Regions from separate parts of the Sus scrofa genome. Here region 1 is linked to region 2. Evidence: chromatin contacts called from public HiChIP or PLAC-seq data. All regions are on one chromosome and are shown on one strand. Each heading gives the region's core, a stretch centred on a gene start, on an enhancer-like site or on the middle of the called end of the contact. The rest is flanking DNA. Distances are from core to core; before and after follow the strand shown. Region 1 has its middle 5.6 kb from the start of CXCL2. Region 2 has its middle 17 kb from the start of CXCL8.

Region 1 (4,184 bases), core at 921-3,420, 200 kb after region 2:
ACCCTAGTATAATCACGAGAAAATCATCCTAAAAATCCAAATTGAGGAATATTCTACAAAATAACTAATGAGTATTCTTCAAAACTGTCAAAGATAAGAAAGACAAGACAGAGACTCTGTCATAGGTCAGAGGAGAAAAAAAGACACGATGACTAAATGCAATGTGGTGTGCTGTACTGGAATCCAGGAATAGAAAAAGACGTTAATGGAAAATTGGTGAGATATGAATAAAGACCGGAGTTTAGTTAACAGCAGTGTACCGATGCTAATTTATTAGTTTTTGACAAATGTATTATAATTATGGAAGATACCAACATTAGAAAATACTTGGCAAAAAATCCACAGGAACTCATTGTACAGTCTATACAAATATTTTGTAAATTTAAAATTATTCCAAATTGAAAGTTTATTTTTATTTTGAAAAGGTAAGAAAAATAGAACAGCAAGATAGTAGACTTAAACCCAACTATATTAAGAATTATAATAAATTTAAATAGAATAAACACTCCAATTTTAAATAAAAGATTATCAGAGTTATCTTGCGGCACAGCAAGTTAAGAATCTGGAATTGTCACTGTAGCTGCTTGGGTCACTGCTATGGCAATGTTTCAATTCATGGTCCTGGAACTTTCAAAGATTGTTAGGATGCATAATTAAGACAAAAAAAATATCTATGCTGCTTAAAAGAAGCACATGCAGAAACCAACTGAAATAAATCTTGCATGGATATATTGATATATTAATTTCTTAATAATCATTAATTTGTCATTAAAACAAATACTTAATATATTTGTTAGTGACTGATATATTACTAGGACCAAATTAATATGTTAAGACTCAAGTAAAGAAGTAGAGATAAACAACGCTGATTTAAAATTAGAGAGTGGTAGCTTTACAAGAGACAAAGATAATTGTAAAATTTTATGAACTTAACATATGTTTAAACTGTGGAGAGCAAAATGGAGAAAAACTAAAAGGAGCAAGAGATGAAACCACAACTACAGTTAAAGATTCTAACAAACCTCTTTCAATACTTAACGGTCCACATAGCAAAGAATCAGTAACATTACAGGAGAGTTAAGCAGCATGACCAATCAATTTGGTCAGGAAAAAAAAAAAAAACCCAACAAATAGGGATGCTTCATCTAAAAACTGCATAAGTCACATCTGTTTTTACAACACACAAAAACATTTTCTAAGAGACCATATGTGAGCCACAAAAAATGTGTCAAAAGGTTTCAAAATGTTGAAAGATCACAGAGGATATTCTCTGATCATCAAGATTTTTATGATGATTGCAAGTTTCCTAGCTGAAATATGTAACATATCACTCTACGTGATGTGTTTGCTGTGGTTTATAGCTCATCTCTCAACTTCCTAAATTTTGTTTCCACAATACAGGAAGCATCAAAACAGGGCCAATCATGCTGCTTCCACGCCCATCATAACCAAGTGTGATAAAGAAAAACATTTCCATGAATATATTTCCTCATTTCCTATGTCTATTTCTTGACATAGTCTTTGGTAATTTTGGCATTACTATATTTCTTTGGCTTATACTATATGTAAAGTAATTTAATTACTTCTGCAAAAGTTTAAAAAACACCCTTAAGAAAATGGAAATACAAAATTTATATTGAAATATATTCTTTCAAAGCCTTGGGATAATGCTGAAATCTATTAGTTGGTATTCAGAGTTAATGGACATGAATTTACATAATTATAGATTTTTAAAATCATCAGACTGCCTTTAACATAGGAACAGAAATATTACAGAAGACTACCTATACTGCAGAAGAAAGTATGCATGAAGAAGTTTTTCATGTTTTGACTTTATCCACTAAACTTTTTTTGCAAAACTGACCACAATCTCTTGTACATTGTGCTTCATCGATGTCTTTTGATTTAATGTTTTTGACCTGTAATAAAAAGATCATCAGATATTTCTCCATCAAAGATGGGTTTATTTGGAATCAGCTGAGAATTGCCATTTGGGGTCTGCCCACACAGGTCCCCACAGGCCAAAACAAGAACACTTCTATAGAGGGGAAAAGGAAGTTGGAAGGGCTGCATTAAACAAAGAGTCTATGGCTTTTCATTGACTCAGTCCTTGACACGGAAGGGGTCATCTTCAGGTTGGGCTCTGCTCTTGTCTCAGAGTGTGAGAGCGCCCTCTTCTGATGTCTCTTGACTCTGTTTAGTTAAGGTTTTTGTTTATTGATTTTTTGCAATATCTACCACCCTCATTTTCTACACACACCCTAAATCTTTAGGTCACCCTAAACTTCCCCCGTCCCCATGGTAGAGAGCCAATAAAGTTCTCAGTGTAGCCTGTACTGCAGGGTTGTGGAGCACCTCGAGGTGCCTATGGAGACTTAGTGGAGGCAACATCCAAATTGGGTCCTGATAGCCAAGCAGAATCTTACCAGTACATGGTCTCCTGTGTCCCAGCCCTGACACCTGCTCTGCCTCAGTCTTTTCCCTCTCCCTGCTCACAGAGTAAGTTTCTACTGCATGAGCCACTTCCTCTCCCAGTTTTCACATGTTCTTTTAATAGCCATGCCTTTTCCCACTTGGCCTTCTCCTGGGATGTTTTCCACTGCTCAGTGCTCCCCATGTATCTGGAAAATTCCTTATCCTTGAGATTCACATAAGTGAGTGATCCTTTCAGGAAAACTTCTCTGAGTGTCAGATATTCTCATAAACCTACTCTCTAAGAGCTGCCTGGGGAGTCCCTCCTCAATCCTAGTACCTTGAGAATGGGTTACCATGGTATTTACCAGGCTTTTCTAAAAATTGTCTAACTGTACATTCATCTCCCTTATTGCATTCATTGAGAGCTAGAGCAGAGCACACTCTCTATTCCTCGTTTTATCTCCAGAACCAAACTTCATTCCCATCTTATAAAGGTGCCGAAAACGATCAGTGAAAATGCTGAAAGAAAAGAATGAAATGTGAGTTGAAACACCCTCTTCATCCAGGAGATAATTCAAGTAGTAAGCAAGTCAGTAACAAAAGCCCAGCACAAATTGGCTTAACGAGGTGGAGAATCATTGATCTATGAGACTACAAGACTGATGAGTTGATATGGTAAAGCTCGGTGTTACTGTTCAGAAATTCTCTTCAGGAACAGTTTCACTTCCAATCAGGCTCCTTTTCTCTGTGCTGACTTCATTTTAGGCAAGCTCTTCTCAAACGCTGGCAAAGCTTCAAGTTTCTGTTCTACCGGATATAACCTAACAAGAATCAAGGACTTGTTTTTCCAACAATTTCCTGGCAAGAAGGACTCTAGGGATTTTTCGGACTTGGCCAGACTTAGGTCACTCACCCACCCCCGTAACTCTGGAGATTGGACCAGACTGGAACAACTGTCCCACATAACTTTCAGTCATCAGTTTCCTCCTGGAGCTCTGGAGCAAGGTCAGCCTACCTGAGCTACCCAGATGAGGAGGAAGAAAAATGGTTCCCATAGGAAAACCAAGGTTTTGTAACCAGAAGGAAGAAGGGGCTCAAGGCAGGCAAAAATGACAAAAGCAATAGAAACTGGACTCCGTGGATGACACTGACATGGGATGAAATGTTCCAGATTAAAGAGGGGAAAGGAACCAGGGATTTAGCAATTGCAACAAAATAGGTTTGGCAGTTACAGGCCCGACTTCCAAGACCCGCATGGGGAAGGCAGCATGGCACTACCTGTTCCTGCCGCTCCGTCGTCTTACGTCAATACTCTGGTTGGATCTGGAAAGTGTTAGAGCAAACATTCTCTGGCATTTTAAGCTATGAAGAGTCAAGGTCTGGGTAGCTTCCTATTAATGCTGAAGGCAAAATATTTCAGATGTTAAAATATGGTAACAGGCCCAAACTGGGCTCAGCAGAAAACGGTGATCCTTATTTCATCAAACAAGATCCCACTGACACACTCTGTTCTAGGAAGCTCTCAGGGTGGGCTCTTCCTTCCACTGATCTGATTTTAGAGGTGAAGTCCACTGATTTGGAAAACCAAATAGGTAGATAAATAGATAAAGATTTCATTAAATTCAAGTATATAACATTCATGTCACAGAAGAAACTTCTTGCTTAGTGAAATAAAACACTGGAGACTTTTGAGCAGTTGGCTCTTTTTAGGCGAGAAGAAAGGTGAAGTTGAGCTATTCAACCACGAGGATAACAAAAACAGAACCGCC
Region 2 (4,148 bases), core at 854-3,353:
TGTATTCACATTGTTGGGAAATCATCACCCCTGTTTATCTCTAGAACTCTTTCATATTCCTAAATTGAAACTCTGTACCCATCAGGCAGTAACTCTCCGTTTGTCCTTCTTCTCTGGCCTCTGGGAGCCATCATTCCATTTTTATGCAGCTATGAATTTTACTTCAGGTGCTATCAGTGGAATCATACGTCTGTCCTTTGTGACTGGCTCCTGCGACTCTATTATGTTCTTAAGGTTCATCCCTGTTGCATAATGGGTCAGAATTTCTTACCTTTTTAAGGTTGAATAACATTCCATTGTGAGTATATATATTTTGTTTAATGATTTACCCATAGATGGACATTGGGGGCATTTCCTACTTTTGGCTTTATGAATAATGGTGTAAATGTAAATTAAGAATAATGCTCTGAGCCTTGGTGTACAAATATCTGTTCAAGTCTCTGCTTTCAATTCTTTGGGGAAGATACTCAGAAAAAGAATTACTGGATCAAACAGCAATTCTATTTTTTGAGGAAACATGCACCATTTTACCCTCCCATCAGTAATGTGCGAGATTTCAATACCTCCACATTCTCACCAACACTACGTTTCTTTCTCTCCCTCTCTCATCCTTTCCTTCCTTCCTTACTCTTTCCCTTCCTCTCTTTCCCTCCCTCTTTCTTTCTTTCTTTCTCTTTCCTTCCTTCCTTCCCTCCTTCCTTCCTTCCCTCCTTCCTCTTTTTCTATCTTCATGAGTATGAAAGGATATCTCAAGATGGTTTGACTTGAATTTCCCTAATGATTAGTCTTGTTTCACATCTTTACATGTATTTATTGGCCATCTGCCTATCCTCTTTGGAGAAATGTCTGAGTCCTTTGCCCATTTGAAACATTAAGTTGTCCCATTGTGGCTCAGAGGATTAAGAACCCAACATAGTCTACTTGAGGATGCAGGTTTGATCCCAGGCCTTGCTCAATGGGTTAAGGATCCAGCATTGCCTCAGGCAAGCTGCAGTAGGTCACAGACATGGCTTGGATCCAGTATCTCTGTGCCTGTGGTGTGGAGCTCTGATTTGCCCCCTCAGCTGGGAACTCCCTTATGCCACAGGTGTGGCTGTTAAAAAATTTTTTTTTAATTTAAAAAATTAAAAATTGAGGTTTTGTTGTGATTGAGTTGTAGGAGTTCTGTATGTAATCTAGCTATTAACCTTATCAGAAATGTGATTTGCAAATATTTCTCACAATTCCTTGGGTTGCCTTTTTATTCTATTGAGAGGGTCCTTTGATGTACAAGTTTTTAATTTTTTTTGGTCTTTTTGCCTTTTCTTGGGCCGCTCCCGCAGCATATGGAGGTTCCCAGGCTAGAGGCCTAATCAGGTCTGTAGCCATCGGCCTACAGCAGGGCCACAGCAATGCAGGTCTGTGACCCACGCCACAGCTCACAGTAACACCAGATCCTCAACCCACTGAGCAATGCCAGGGATCGAACCTGCAGCCTCATGGTTCCTAGTCAGATTCGTTAACCACTGTGCCACGACGGGAACTCCCTACAAGTTTTTAATTTTGATGAAGTCCAATTTCTTTGCCTTTTTTTTTCTTTTGTTGCTTGTGCTTTTGGTATCATGTGTGTTAAAACTTTTATAATATTAGCTCTCTCCCCAGTTTGACCTGTAGGATTTATATTATCTGATGTTCTAGACTTTAAGGAAAATATATCTTTACAAGGAAGTAAAATCTTGAGAGTCAAATGCAAGGAATTCTTGGGTTCATGTGGGGGTTGTTTGCTTGCTTGTTTTATGATACAGGGACCGAGGACTCACAAGGAAAATATACAATTACTAAACAATTACTAAATGAACTCTCTGAGGAAGTCCAATCTTCTCTCTCTCTCTTGAAATTCACCTGCCAAAAATCACTAGATGTGGATTGTTACGGTATAGAAAAGAGTATAGGAAAAATTACGGCCATGGAAAAAAAGATTTTAACCTATGTGAAGGTTTGAAAAAATTTACAGTTTTGAGTTAGTCTTAGAATGTACCATTTCCTAACTCCATGTTGCAACTGTCATCATAAGGCTTTTAAAATTTCCCAAGATTCTGCAATGCTGAACATTTTCTAGACTGACTTTTCCTCTAGCAGCTTAAGAAGAAGGTCAAGGCCACTGAGGGTAGAACACTACTAATGGCAACAGTAAAGTTATTTCTGAATTCTGAATTTCTGTGAAAATGGTGAGCAAAAAGCTTCAGATATTTTATGCAAACACTATATTACTATAAGAAGTTAGTGACAAAGATACTTTCAATAAATTTTTTCTTACTTTCAGTATAATTACTTACTCTTCTGAAAAGTAGTAATAGGTTTCATTTTACACAGAAAAAGAGCTATGTGCATTTATAGTTATTTCACCATTCAGAGATGAGAGCTGCCAGTAAATGTTGTGTGTGGGTGTGTGTATCTATATCTATCTACATATGTCACTAAATGTGTAACATTATAAATTATAAATATTATTAATTATAATATTTTAAAACTTCACATAAAATTTCATGGAACCTCTTTTCAGAGGGACCCATGGTCCACACAAAATTAAGCAAAAGAATTGTTCTAATATAGGAAAGATAAACTCCTCACCCTACTGAATTTTAATGTAAAAGGCTTACATCCTTGAAAGTCCGGACAACAAAATGTAAATTAAACACATACTTTGCATTCATATGGCTGTTATTTAATTGGTACTTTTATAGTCTTTCATTTTAGTCCAACACTTCGAGAAAGGTAATATTATCTCATTTGGCAATTGAGAAGACTAAAATTCAGAGAATCTGAGAACCTTGCTCAAGTTTACCCTAAGGCAAGGTGTAAACCTAGGTCTTCTGTTCCCCAAATCAATTGTCTCTCTGCATTACATCACAAGACCTTATTGGGCGCACTCAAATCAATGTCCTAAGAATTCATTATCAAACACCTACTAATCTCCGTGCTGGAGACTTCAGGTAATATATATGAATGAGAAAGATGCAATGCTTTTCCTTGAAAAGTCTTGGGTAGAAAGTAGTCATAGGTACAATTATCTGACTATTTGACTTAAGTGCAGTCAATTATGCTATAGCCCATAGGCACTGAGAAAATGCCGTGCTGCTCTAAATCCTCGTAGTCAATCACTAGAACTGTAGCCATTACTTTTATAACTGGATACCCGTTGGAGCCCTCCTGCCCTTGGGCATCTGGTTAAACTTGACCTAAGCACCATGTCCAAGGCTTTGTTAGAGTCCAGAATTTGCTGCACAGTCTCTGTGAGACTCCAGAATTCGGTCTGCCCTGATCATCAGGGTACAAATTCCAAGTCTTCACCAGATTCCAGCCCCAAACAACCCTCCCTTCAAACTCCATGTTGTCGATGCATTTAGAAAACTGTCATAACACTAGCTGTGGGGGAAAGGGACCCAATGAGAATCATATGGGCTTGTACATCTCACTAACTCATTTCTTCCACTCTCTTTCACTTCTGTTCTTCTTCAGCTCTTCTGTTTTCTCACACATAGTAATTCTACTCACCTTGAGCGCCCTTTGGAAAACTCACCTAGTCTTCTATTTGCCCCTAACAGTATTTTTGCCAAAATTTACAATTTTGCTTTTTTGGGAATTTTAGTAAATAAAATATTTTGTTTTCTTTATATTTTCCTCTTTCTCGCTCTTTCCCTAATCTCCACTTTCTGAGGACATTGTATTTATATCAATTGAAAGGATTAGTATTTCATTTAACTGCAGCATAATCATGCTCAATGATCTGTCACTAATATCTATGGACAAGGAATGGAATTTATTGTGATGGATTCTCATTAGGAATTGGTGTAACTACTAGAAGTTATAATATATGGTAGACAGGTCAAATCATATTTTACTGATGTGGTGGTGATGACTACAGTGGTTGCTATTATCTATTGGTACTCTGTCTTACTAGATGACTTTAAAAAGTCTCGACTCTTTTTATAAGGGCTTTAAATGTTATTTTTAAAGAGAATTTTTAGTCTCCAATTCTGCGAATGTTGAGTATTAATATGTACTTTCTTAAAAACAGAAACTAAAATGAAATATATTAAGAGCCCATGACATGTGCCAAGAGTTGTGAGTCATAAAATATATAAAGTAAACAAAACATACATTTACAT

Evidence for each region. HiChIP or PLAC-seq counts read pairs in DNA pulled down with a chosen protein or histone mark.
Region 1: a contact with region 2 is called in an H3K27ac HiChIP or PLAC-seq map of alveolar macrophages. The contact joins two enhancer-like sites.

The regions. Positions count from the first base shown.
Region 1 is chr8:70,149,526-70,153,709 of Sscrofa11.1, forward strand. No RefSeq gene overlaps it. Among named protein-coding and RNA genes, the nearest start is that of CXCL2, 5.6 kb to the right of the region's middle. Within about 2 kb of position 2,171, at least 23 of the 83 cell types and tissues checked have an H3K27ac peak or open chromatin away from gene starts, as enhancers often do. A contact at or near this core is called in alveolar macrophages, where this site is marked.
Region 2 is chr8:69,947,333-69,951,480 of Sscrofa11.1, forward strand. No RefSeq gene overlaps it. Among named protein-coding and RNA genes, the nearest start is that of CXCL8, 17 kb to the left of the region's middle. Within about 2 kb of position 2,104, at least 2 of the 83 cell types and tissues checked have an H3K27ac peak or open chromatin away from gene starts, as enhancers often do. A contact at or near this core is called in alveolar macrophages, where this site is marked.